Linked DNA regions of Macaca mulatta: region 1 is linked to region 2. Evidence: chromatin contacts called from public Hi-C data. All regions are on one chromosome and are shown on one strand. The core of a region is the stretch at or near the end of the contact, and the rest is flanking DNA. Distances in the headings are between cores, read along the strand shown. Region 1 holds the start of GNL1 (G protein nucleolar 1 (putative)). Region 2 overlaps FLOT1 (flotillin 1).

Region 1 (2,754 bases), core at 162-2,661, 180 kb after region 2:
TTGGGACAGCCCTGCTGCCATCCCTACCCAGCGCGTGCGCCCTTCCTCCTTCCGTTAGAGCCCCTTCCTTCGCACCTTATTAGCCCCTAGCCCTTCGCCCGGACGGGCTTGACAGGCATGTGCACATCCCTCCCTGACCCCTCACCGATGGGACTCCCATCCTCCTCATCTCCAGTCTCTTCCCGCTCGGGCAGTGGGGGTTGCTGCTGTGTCGGTGGCTGGTGCTGATTCTGCTTCTTTCGTTTCGGCATCGTGGCTGCGGCAATGGCTGCAGCGGGATTTGGAGGGTAGTGAGGAAGGGGCACGCGGGGATTCTGTTTCCGCTTCCGGGGGGTCGGTGGGCAGCAATGCCCAAGCTCCCACCATTCCACTTCCGGAAGGTTGCGGAGAACATCTGTGGCGGCCGCATTCTGGAGTAAACTGCCTCTCTCCGTCTCTGCCAGGCATGGCGGCAACCTCACACCTTCCTTTTGCTGCGTTTCTATAAATGCTTTGAAAAAATTCCGCTCTTCTTCCCTCGCTGGAAAACACCACAACCAGCTCCTCAGAGTGTGTCACAGAGTCAACAGGCTCTCGGGCCAGAAGGCCTGAGAAGAGGACTGTCGCACCGTAAGATCGCCACATCCGGTCCTCGGTTACTATGGTAACAGCTGCAGGCACAACTTTGTGCCCTTTGACCTCCCTCCAAAAGCCCTTGTCCCGCCTGGGTTTCGCTTCTCGCCCGCTTTTGCACTTCTGATCTGTAAACCTGCTCCTTATCATCGTTCCCACAAGGAATTTGGGTCCCAGCAGGTCGGCAGCCAGGACTCTTCAGACCGCCGCCCTCCCCTAAAGACCTCTGACCGTGCCCCCGGTGTAGCCCAGCAACCTGGCTTCATTCCCGGGACGCACCGTCTCGGCTTTCCACTAAGGTCAAGCCTGGGGGTTGGGAGTGTAGCCTCAGCGTGTCCACTCCTCCTCTCCCCTAGGTAATAGGCCCCGCCCTCCGCTCCGCCGCCCCCTCCAGGTGAGTGGTAGCTTCTCCCGGGAGCGCAAGGTAGTGATGACACGCGCTCCCCCCTCCTCCGAACGCGAGTTGGTAGCGTCCGTGACGAAGTTAGCCTGGTCCTCCCACGCGCGCCTCCTTCCTCGCCGCCGGGGTGCTCTCTCGGTGCTACTGGCTCTCACGTGCCAGTAGCCCACCCCGCATCATCCTTTCGCCTCGCTCCTGGAGGGAAGTGACTGTGTATCTCCCCTGTCCGCCTTCCATCGCCGCCGCGGCGGCAATTCGGTCGGGCCCGCCCGCTGACGTCACCTGCTAGCTCCGCCTCCTCTAGGGTCCCGGGCCCCTGCGGCGGGGACTGCCCCGGGGGGCAGTCAGTTGAGGCGGCAGGAGCTCGGCGGAGGGCGGGCCAGGTGACTGGTCCGGGCCATGCCGAGGAAGAAGCCCTTTAGCGTGAAGCAGAAGAAGAAGCAGTTGCAGGACAAACGGGAGCGGAAGAGAGGTCAGTGCGGGAGCTGGAGGAGGAGGCGGGGCTCGGGCTTCCGCACAGCTGGAAGGAGGGGTGTGCCCGCTGCACCTCTGGGGGTCGTGGGAGGGTGTCGTGGGACCGCGCCAACCCTCGCGGCCTATCGCGGAGGGGATCTCCCACCCCACCCCCCCACATCTGGAAGGGGTGGGGAAGGATGGAGAGTTGGGGGAGGGGAATCCCTCCAGCTCGCACGGGGCGCCGTCCCTACTGCTCCCTGGAGGAGTGATTCCCCCCCACGCACATCCGGGAGGGTCCCGAATAGGGTGGTTGGGAGGACAGAGCGTCGGAAGAAGTTGAGTGGGATGAAGAAGAGTCAGACCGGTGGGGGAGAGGGTCTTATGGCCCCTGAGAGCTGGCCAGCACTGGCGTCACCGGCCCCTCCCCGCAGGGCTTCAAGATGGGCTGCGCTCCAGTTCCAACAGCCGCAGCGGGAGCCGGGAGCGGCGAGAGGAACAGACAGACACCTCGGACGGGGAGTCTGTGACCCATCATATCCGCAGGCTTAACCAGCAGCCTTCTCAGGGGCTGGGTCCACGAGGCTACGACCCAAATCGGTGAGGGTGGGAGGGGGCGCTCGTCCCGGCTTTCCCGCCTACCCGGAAGTCAGAGCTTTGGGGGAAAGTGGGCTGCTGCTGGTGAAGACGGTGGGCCTGCGATGCCACAGTTCTCCGCTAGCCCCTCGGCTCCCCAGTGCGGGCCACAATCTTGCTTTCCAGAGGGGCTGGAGAGAGTTGGGCTTTTAGGAGGAGGAGGCTGAGTATTGCCTGAAAGAAGGACTTGGGGGAAGGCTGACTTGAGAGAGGAGACTTGAACGACGAGAGAATGCTTTGCGAAGTTGATTGTCCAAGAGGGGAGAAAATAGGAGTTTGTGGCCACAGGATTGCGCTGGATGTCTTGGTCCCTGTTCCCTTAGATACCGACTGCATTTTGAGAGAGACAGCAGAGAGGAGGTAGAGAGGAGAAAGAGAGCAGCCCGGGAGCAAGTTCTACAGCCGGTCAGTGCTGAGGTGTTGGAGCTGGACATCCGGGAGGTCTATCAGCCTGGCTCAGGTGAGTGAGGGCAAGACAAGTATTGGGCTGGGGAAAGGAGTTTGGAAAGGTAAGAGCCTAGTGTGAGGATGGAGGGGTCTGGGATGTACTCTTGAATCCTGAAAATTCCCTCACACTTGGACTTTTTCCTGATTTCCCAGTTCTGGACTTTCCTCGACGTCCTCCTTGGAGCTATGAGATGTCCAAGGAGCAA
Region 2 (2,700 bases), core at 118-2,617:
ATGGATCCGAGCTCAGATCCGGCCCATGCCCCTCTAATCAAGCAGTGCTGACATGGGTCTGCATCTACACAGAGGAATTTCTAATTTGCACAGAGGCATGCTGTGGGCTAACAGCAGCCCTGGTTAATCAAAAAAGGGTATGAAGAAGGAAAACATGGACTTGGACATTGAATCCTGCAAAGTGAGATATGGGCAGCCCTTGATATTGCCAGGAGATATAGTTGATCTTCATTCTTCATTATTTGTATCTGAGAATTTGCCTATTCACTAAAATGTGTTGGTAACCTCAAAAGGTTACCAGTAAAGTCGCTGCACTTTCAGAATCATTTGCAGACACGCACAGAGTGGTGAGATAGCTGAGCCACCTGATGTGCAGTGCCCAGGTGAGGTTCAGCAAGGAGATGCTCTGCCGCCTTGTTTCAGCTCTCATATCATAAGCCATGTTATTTTCGCAGTATATTTACTGCCATGTTTTTTGCGTTTTTGTGCTTTTTCTTGGTGATTTCGCTCTTTAAAATGGCCCCCAAGCATCAGTACTGGAGTGCTGTCTGGTGTCCTGTAGTGCAAGCAGGCTATGATGTGCCTTATGGAAGAAATACATGTGTTAGGTAAGCTTCGTTCATGCAGGAGTTGTAGTGCTGTTAGCTGTGAGTTCAGTGTTAATGAATCAATAATATAGTTTACATAAGGTGTCTTTAAACAGAAACACATATAAAGCAAGGCTTTATATTGATCGGTTGATGAAAATGTTGTGACCAGAGGCTCACAGAAACCTAGCCCTGTATTTCTTCTAGGAACAAATTAGGTACTAATTCAGCATTCATGACTACTTCATAGAACAGAACTACCAAGAATAATGAAAGTCAACTGTACTTTGAGACCTTTACCCAAAGGATAGCAATGTTATGCATTTTGTTTTTGCCAAGAGTTGGTACAGGCTGAAAGCATTATGAAGGTACAAAACATCTTTTGTTATTATGTTAAATTCCTGGGTGACTTGACAGGTTGAGCATGGCATAGAGCTTGGCAACTCAAACTGTGTTCTACCTAGCAGCAGCTACAGCATCATTGCAAAGCTTGTTCGAAATACAAAATTGCAGGCCCTGGCCCTCATCAACTGAATCAGAACCTGCATTTTAACAAAATCTTGAGGTGAATTCCTAGGTGATTTGTATGCACATTGGAGTTTGAGTTTGAAAAGGATTACCATAATGGAAACTGCTAGCTTGCAGTAAAGCTATGGATAAGGTTCTTAACCTTCTAAACATGACCTTACTTGTCTGCAGATTAAGAGATTGGGCTGGTTGGGCTCTTTTCAACTTTTATCAGTTTCTTCTTACGCACCAGGCACTGTGCTAGGTGTTCAGGAAAGGATTTATTCAACAAATATCTGTTAAGTGCCTCCTGTGTGCTAGACATCATTTTGGAGGTGAGGCTGTAAATACGAATGAGACAGAAAAGATTCCTGCCCTTATGCAGCTTACATTATGACACAGGAAACAGCTAGTAAGCAAGTAAATGACCTTCCCAGGCTATAATTCTTGTTTACGTGCTGTGAAGGAAATAAACAGGGTGATGTGAAAAACTGTGGGAGGGGAGTTATTAGGTTAGCGGGTGGTCAGAGAAAGTTTCTAAAGGCCAGGTGCGGTGGCTCAAGCCTGTAATCCCGGCACTTTGGGAGGCCGAGACGGGGGGATCACGAGGTCAGGAGATCGAGACCATCCTGGCTAACACGGTGAAACCCCGTCTCTACTAAAAAATACAAAAAAACTAGCCAGGCAAGATGGCGAGCGCCTATAGTCCCAGCTACTCGGGAGGCTGAGGCAGGAGAATGCCGTAAACCCGGGAGGCGGAGCTTGCAGTGAGCTGAGATCTGACCACTCTACTCCAGCCTGGGCTACAGAGCGAAACTCCGTCTCAAAAAAAAAAAAAGAAAAAAAAAGAAAGTTTCTATGAGGAAGTGGTGTTTGAGATCAGACCTGTAGATAAGAAGGAACAGAGTTCTGGGCCAAGAACATTCTAGCCTGTACTTTTTAAGTAGTCATATGTGGCTGGGCGCGGTGGTTCATGCCTGTAATCTCAATACTTGGAGAGGCCGACACAGGAAGATCACTTGAGGCCAGGAGTTTGAGACCAGCCTGGCCAACATGGTAAAACCCTATCTCTACCAAAAATACAAAAAATAGTAGCCGGGTGTGGTGGTGTGAGCTTGTAATTCCAGACACTCGGGAGGCTGAGGCATGAGAATCACTTGAACCCAGAAGGTGGGAGTGAGATCGCGCCACTGCACTCCAGCCTGGGTGACAAGCGAGACTCCTTCTAAGATAGATAGATAAATCGATCGAGACTCTGTCTAAGGTAGATAGATAGATAGGGCTAGTGGCTAGGCAGGAGGACCAGTAAGTGCAAAGGCCATGAGGTGGAGACAGAAAGGAGGTTTCTGATCTGAGGAGGCTGGTGTGCTGTGAATGAGGAGGAAAGGCTGACGGCCAGATCACAAAGGGTTTGTGTGGTCATGATGGAGACATAGAAGAGAATTGAAAGCACAGTGGAAAGCTATTGGAGAACCTCAATCAGAAAGGTGCCATGGTCTTATTTATATTTGTATAGGGATCAGTCTGGTTGCCTTGTGGAGAATGGACTGTATGAAGAGAGGAAGCAAGGCCAGGCGCGATGGTTCACGCCTGTAATCCCAACACT

What was found. A called contact is a pair of places that touch in the nucleus more often than the background predicts.
Region 1: a contact with region 2 is called in a Hi-C map of CD4 T cells, with 4 times the contacts expected there. The contact joins the promoter of GNL1 here to the enhancer-like site in region 2. A contact is called at or near these places in 3 of 14 Hi-C or Micro-C datasets (CD4 T cells, blood and fetal cortex germinal zone).

The regions. Positions count from the first base shown.
Region 1 is chr4:152,490,433-152,493,186 of T2T-MMU8v2.0, forward strand. GNL1 (G protein nucleolar 1 (putative)) reads left to right here and starts at 1,412. Exons shown (of 12, transcript NM_001047139.1): 1 at 1,412-1,484; 2 at 1,900-2,065; 3 at 2,425-2,561; 4 at 2,702-2,754. The coding sequence starts at 1,412. It overlaps PRR3 (proline rich 3), which reads right to left and starts at 317. Exons shown (of 4, transcript NM_001257586.1): 1 at 146-317. The coding sequence starts at 251. It overlaps LOC144340506 (a long non-coding RNA gene), which reads left to right. Exons shown (of 2, transcript XR_013416688.1): 2 at 969-1,260.
Region 2 is chr4:152,309,749-152,312,448 of T2T-MMU8v2.0, forward strand. All of the region lies in intron 7 of FLOT1 (flotillin 1), which reads left to right. Among named protein-coding and RNA genes, the nearest start is that of FLOT1, 4.3 kb to the left of the region's middle. Within about 2 kb of position 1,368, at least 6 of the 40 cell types and tissues checked have an H3K27ac peak or open chromatin away from gene starts, as enhancers often do. A contact at or near this core is called in CD4 T cells, where this site is marked.